Regions from separate parts of the Sus scrofa genome. Here region 2 is linked to region 1. The links are chromatin contacts, called in public targeted proximity ligation maps. All regions are on one chromosome and are shown on one strand. The core of a region is the stretch at or near the end of the contact, and the rest is flanking DNA. Distances in the headings are between cores, read along the strand shown.

The links.
Region 2: a contact with region 1 is called in a targeted proximity ligation map of skeletal muscle, with 4 times the contacts expected there. A contact is called at or near these places in 1 of 47 Hi-C or Micro-C datasets (embryonic fibroblasts) and 1 of 2 datasets of targeted methods (skeletal muscle).

The regions. Positions count from the first base shown.
Region 1 is chr4:44,296,664-44,299,484 of Sscrofa11.1, forward strand. No RefSeq gene overlaps it. Among named protein-coding and RNA genes, the nearest start is that of RUNX1T1, 300 kb to the right of the region's middle.
Region 2 is chr4:44,637,802-44,640,537 of Sscrofa11.1, forward strand. The region is part of intron 5 of RUNX1T1 (protein CBFA2T1); the gene reads left to right. The region is part of intron 1 of LOC110260259 (a long non-coding RNA gene); the gene reads left to right. Among named protein-coding and RNA genes, the nearest start is that of RUNX1T1, 39 kb to the left of the region's middle.

The DNA of each region.
Region 1 (2,821 bases), core at 133-2,632:
CAAACCAGACCCAATTTCCAAAAGGAGGTTTTGCTCCTTTACTGTCAGAATTTTCTCTTTCTAAAACACACTTACTTAAAAGATTTAAAATGATGATCAAGATCAAAGATTTGTGCCTTTGGTATACCAGCTACGTTTTCCCACATAATGTCTCTCCCAGGTTACTTCTCAAGATCATGAGGAAATTTTATCATTAGTTACTATGAAAGGGAGAATTTGGATAATTTAAACTGTTCCCTGGTAAATGTGCAGTTTAGATAGCTTTTCTCTTATGCCGGGCAGTGACTCCATTGCTTTCCTAAAACAGCAGCTAAATGGCTGCTTAATCTTTTTGGGGAAAAAAAGGAATAAAATTGTAACAATAAAGTTTAAATGAAAACATGATCCCTAAAATCCATTTTTACAAACATTAAAAGTAGGCAACTTTAAACATTTCAAGTAGTCTTATACATAAGATTTCTTTGTTTCGGTCCATCTGCTACTGATTAAACATTTTATATTTCCATTGTGATTAATTATGCTATTTATATACTTGAAAATGATTTGTTTGGAAAGGTATGGTCTAGTGTAAGTCTTTCATTTCTGAGAATGACAGCCCTTCAAAAAGTAGAGCAACACTATGCACTCAGGAAATTCACCATCTGCTTTCTTATGCTCTTATTACAAATTACAGACCTATAGGAAAACAGAATTGAGCGAAAACAGAGTATAAATAATGCTAATGGCATTCATTTGAGATGTTCGAAAATGTATCCATTTTTAATTAAGCCAACATACTCTCTTAGTCCCCAAAGAAAATTGCCATGACTTTTTTCCTGTCTACACTCAGTTTGAAATTGCCAAACAGCCAGAAATTTTCAACCAGGTCTAGGAGGCACCCTTAATTTATTCTAATCTAGGCTGAGCTTTTCAGGTATTAGAGCAGACCAAGATGGTGTACACAAGGCTTAGGCATAGCCTTGATCCCATAAAGAGAACTGGATTAGGGTTATAGTCAATACAATTGAGGAAAAAATGCTCTGGAAAGTGTGCCATAGACCGTTTTCCAACATAAGTGTTTGTTAGTGCCAACAGACAGTAAGGACCTAGAGCTAGCAATTTCCCACCATTTGAAAGTTAGCTATTGTTTCATTTTTGCATGACCAAACAGGCATCTGAAACCACAAAATAAAACCATTTTTATTCCGCCTGGCCAAACCACATTTAGTGAAATTTCGTAAACCAAAACAAAATTGCTCTCAGACTAAAATAAACTTATGCCAAATATCAGGCTGTGATTTTTTTTTTTTTTTACAATGACCATTATTCATATCCAGAAAGAAGTGTTTACCAAGCGATTGTCCCAAGGACTATTACCAAAGGTAGCCAGGAGCCACACTTACATCAGGCTTGCTCCCTCATTAACACACCAAGGGCCTCTGGGGATCTGTGTTCAGCACGCCATTTGCTTGTTCTATGCGTCTCTGATTGTCTTTTCTCTCCTTTTTCTCCATCCCAACTGAAAACTACTCTATGACTTCTGGCATCTCTATTAAGTAGTGAGCCGCATGGAAATGATTAACTTTTGAACTGCAAAACTGAAAACACTCTCAGGCACACTGTGGAAATGAAACATGTCATGTAGCAAAAGGGTTCCCCTGATGGAGTTTGCAGCAAGGAAGAGAAGTCATTGGCTGAGATTTCGGTTTTGTTGTTGTCATTGTAGATCAAAAGGATGTGATCATCCCTTCTGATAGCTCTTTTTTCCCCCTTGGTAAACAGCCTCTGAGTGAGTTCATTAAATATTTAAACAGTCCTGGTATCTATTAATGTTATCAGACACATGAAATATGTCTGATGGATTTATTCTGCCGTTAAGGAGCCATACCCCGGTGTCCCTCCTGGGACAGTGCTCCAGCTGTTTAAACTATAATTCCATCACTAGGAGGAATGGTGAAATCACTGACCTCTGTGAAACGGACTCATTGCTACTCAGCCTGTAAATTGCAAATGAAACCTTTCTGTAATAATGTGAAAATATGCATGCATAGGAATTAAAGCACTTGGGGGTCACCAGCAAAGCTTGGTGCATTTTCTGTACCCTCTAAACAGCTGGTGGAAAGAATCCAATAAATCAATGCCTGCAGAATATTTGTGATTAGGAGGTGTATGAGTCTTTTGGGGTTCAATAGCTCTACCACCAGGTATAGGAGAATCTCAATCAATCCTCTGAAGATTTTTATGTTTTTTTTTAATTCCTTTACTGTTTACTTGATCTTGATTCTCAGAAGTGATAAACTGTGGTGAAACTATGATCCATACTTACATTCCATAAAATCAATCTAACAGGAAATTATGCATAAAGTCCTTCAAACTGTGAGCTACTTTGATGTCCTCTTTTTACCTATTTCAAGCTTATGAGAAATAACAGTTCATGACAAATAAGAGAAAGAATGTCTGCCCAAGACTTTCATGTGAAGGAAAGAGGTGTTTTAGTTCACTGGTAGGTTATCCATGTAATCACAGTATATTTATTTTTTTTACATCAACTTAACGTGTATGAAAGCCCTTACACAATTTCTTAGATATATTGATAAAGCCAGGTGTTGACAACCCCTGGAGATTGTAGTTTCAAAGACTTGGTCTAATTATCCTAAGAAACTTGGTTTTTCTGAAGCTGCCAAACAAGTGGCAAATCCAAAATATGGAAAATAAGCCAATTTTTCAGTACACTCTTCCCTTGATATTGCAGGGAACTGATTTCAGGATGCCCGGCTATACCAAAATCCTGGGGTGCTCAAGTTCCTTATGAAAAATGGCCGAGTACAATCGGCACTCCGTA
Region 2 (2,736 bases), core at 235-2,734, 340 kb after region 1:
TCAAAGTCAAGAGTCACTGCCTCTGTTTTCAGATGGGTTTTTATGGTTTCTTTGAGGCAGCAAGTAGGGGGAAGATCAATCTGATAAGGGCTGAAAGCATATGGAAAGTGTAGAATAAGCAAAGGACATGTTGAAGACTGTGAAGGCAGAGCAAGAGTTAAGGGGGGTGCTCCTGGCTGTCATAGTCTTTGAGCTTGCAGGCTGGTCAGAGGCTCCTGAGTGGGATTGTTTCTATGTTTATAGTGGATTGAACGTACATTGGAAAGGTGAAGCCTGAGGGATCTGTCTCATCATGTGCTGTGTTGTTAAAACAAACACACAGAGACCTAGGAAAGATTTGCAAGTGTTAAATGGAGGAAGAGTTTTAGAAGTGAACAGTATTTTCCTTCTGCCTGGCATTTTTGTGTGTGTAGAAAAGGCATGCAAGGCAGGCAGGCATATGTTTCTCCTATGAGGCAAGGATGTTTTACAAAGGACTAAAGAGGGACTGCTGAGAGGAAAATAGCCGGCTTTAGATAAAGCACTATAACAAAGGCTCGTAGTTTTATATATCATGGTGTCCATTAAAGCTTAATAGGGAAGAGTCCATTGAACCTGGCTGGGTATGTGTTATTCATGGGAAGGATAAACATTTAAGAGAGTGCAAAAAAAAAAAAAAAAAAAAATCAGAAATCAGGAGGACATGATTGTTCAGCTTTTGAAAAGGCTTTACAGTGAAGATTTTGTTTTCATCTCCCATGGATCTCTATGCAAGGTAGAGGAGAGTAAGCTAAGAATGTTTGGAGCGTATCAACGCAGGGATCCCAGGGGGTTAAAAGCACTCTAGTAAAATAAAAGTGGTCTGCTTCTGCCTCTCAAAAGTGTTCTATTTTACACATACTGCTGAGAAGCTGACAAAGGCAATGATTTTGGAACTCTGCTCAGTATGATAAACTGGCATAGTACACACAGTCTTAGGACATGTTTTTAGACTGTTTTGGATTTTCCAGTGCCATAAACAAGCTTCGAGGTTTGTGCCTGTGTTTGTTTTTTCATAAAGTTCCAATTATGGCTGTTAACATGCGAAGGTGGAAGGGAAAGCTTTGGTTGTGAGCAGGGATAGGGGGTTAGGTCTACTGTCTATTCTTTTGGCAAAATAAGGGTTAACTTGTAACGGGATGGGGGTGGTGGTGAATGAATTATTCAGCATTTAGCTTATCATTCTGCATTTTACTTTCCGTTCTTTGGTGCTCTGGAACTTGCTGAGAGAGGTGGAGTGGGTAAGGGGAGGCCGGGGTTGTGATACTTTGCACACACATCCCTGTCATTGTTCTGCCTGAAGAGACAAGGCTGGGTTCAAGGCCACATGTGCTCCTGTCATCATCCACATTTCTGCTCCAAGTGCAATCCGGAGTGTCAGCTCTCCATCTGTCTCTGCCTGGCAGGCGCACGCGCCCAGCACCCTGCCTCGGGCTATGCCGCCCCAGCCCCTTCTGACGGCCCTCCTCTCTCTGCCTTCCTCTCTCTGCCGGCTCCCATTCCAGAACAGGAGGCATGAGCCCTGAGCACGCTTGCTCTTAGGAGAGAGCCACTTTCCGTGTGGACGCTGGATTCAGAGATGCCTGGTGAGTTAGCCCTGCTCCGCTCTCTCTTTCTCTGATTTTGAGGTGAAGAAAGCTTACTTTTTATTATGCTCGGAAAATACCTTCTGCCCCATGGCGTACTGCATTTTATATGGGCAGGTGGAGGCTGGGGGGTGACAGAGGTGAGACAGGGAAGGTGGCATAAAGGGAGCATCAAAATCTGGGTACATGGGTATAGGGTGTGGAACCCTTGCTTTTAAAATTTGGGAAGTGCGTTTTAAAGGCTAAGGGGAAAGTATAGCCACGTATCTGTTTGCCAGAGCAGTTTTACTTGAGGGATTTAGCTCAAGTAAGAAATACTGTTTCTGTTCTGGATTTTGTGCCTGTCATCTGTACCTTGCATCCTGGAAATTTCATCTGTGAAGAGAGTTTATGGATTATGGTGGAATCCTGGGAAGGTCTCTTTAAAAAGCTGTTTATGTCAGAGAAAGTGAAGGAAGCCTTAGGGACTACAAATAATTTCAGTCTTGTCCTAAATCACAGCCCTTAGATGTCATTTGGGCAAATAATTGGGGTCAGTTAATTAAAAATAAAACGTCTGCCGAATTACTGAAGCTGTTGTGGTCCTGAAAATTTAGTGTATGTCAATTTCCTCTGAAAATATTATCTTTGGAGCTTAGAGTGTTTCTATGATTGTTGCCAGTGAAGGCTTTGCTTATGGAGAAAGAAGCTTGGTAGAAGCTTGATGGAGGGGGAGAGGGTTTTTTCTGCTGTTTTCAAGAGCTCTCTGGATTGCCCTTTTCCTACTTTGAGTAGCCTAGCTCAGATAAAAAGACAGGGCAGATAGAGATCCTCCAGCTGGCTGATTTGTGCAGATTTGGGGGTAGGACAGGCAGAAGAGGCTGTGCTTGGTCACAGAGTTTGTACACCTCACAGATGGTGTTTTGAAACATTATCTGCCAGTTTTCTGCAACCACAGTTGTGTGTAGGTATTGCCAGTTGTTTGAAGAATGTTTTTCCCCTTTAGGATGTGTCTTGCAGTCCTCATCATTATTGATATATGTATAGCAAGGATGCGTTTGTGACAGAACTGCACTTTTTCATTAGTTCAGCAGAGGAGGGATGCATGTAGCTGAAATATGGGGAAAATCAATTTACAAAAAGACAATGACTG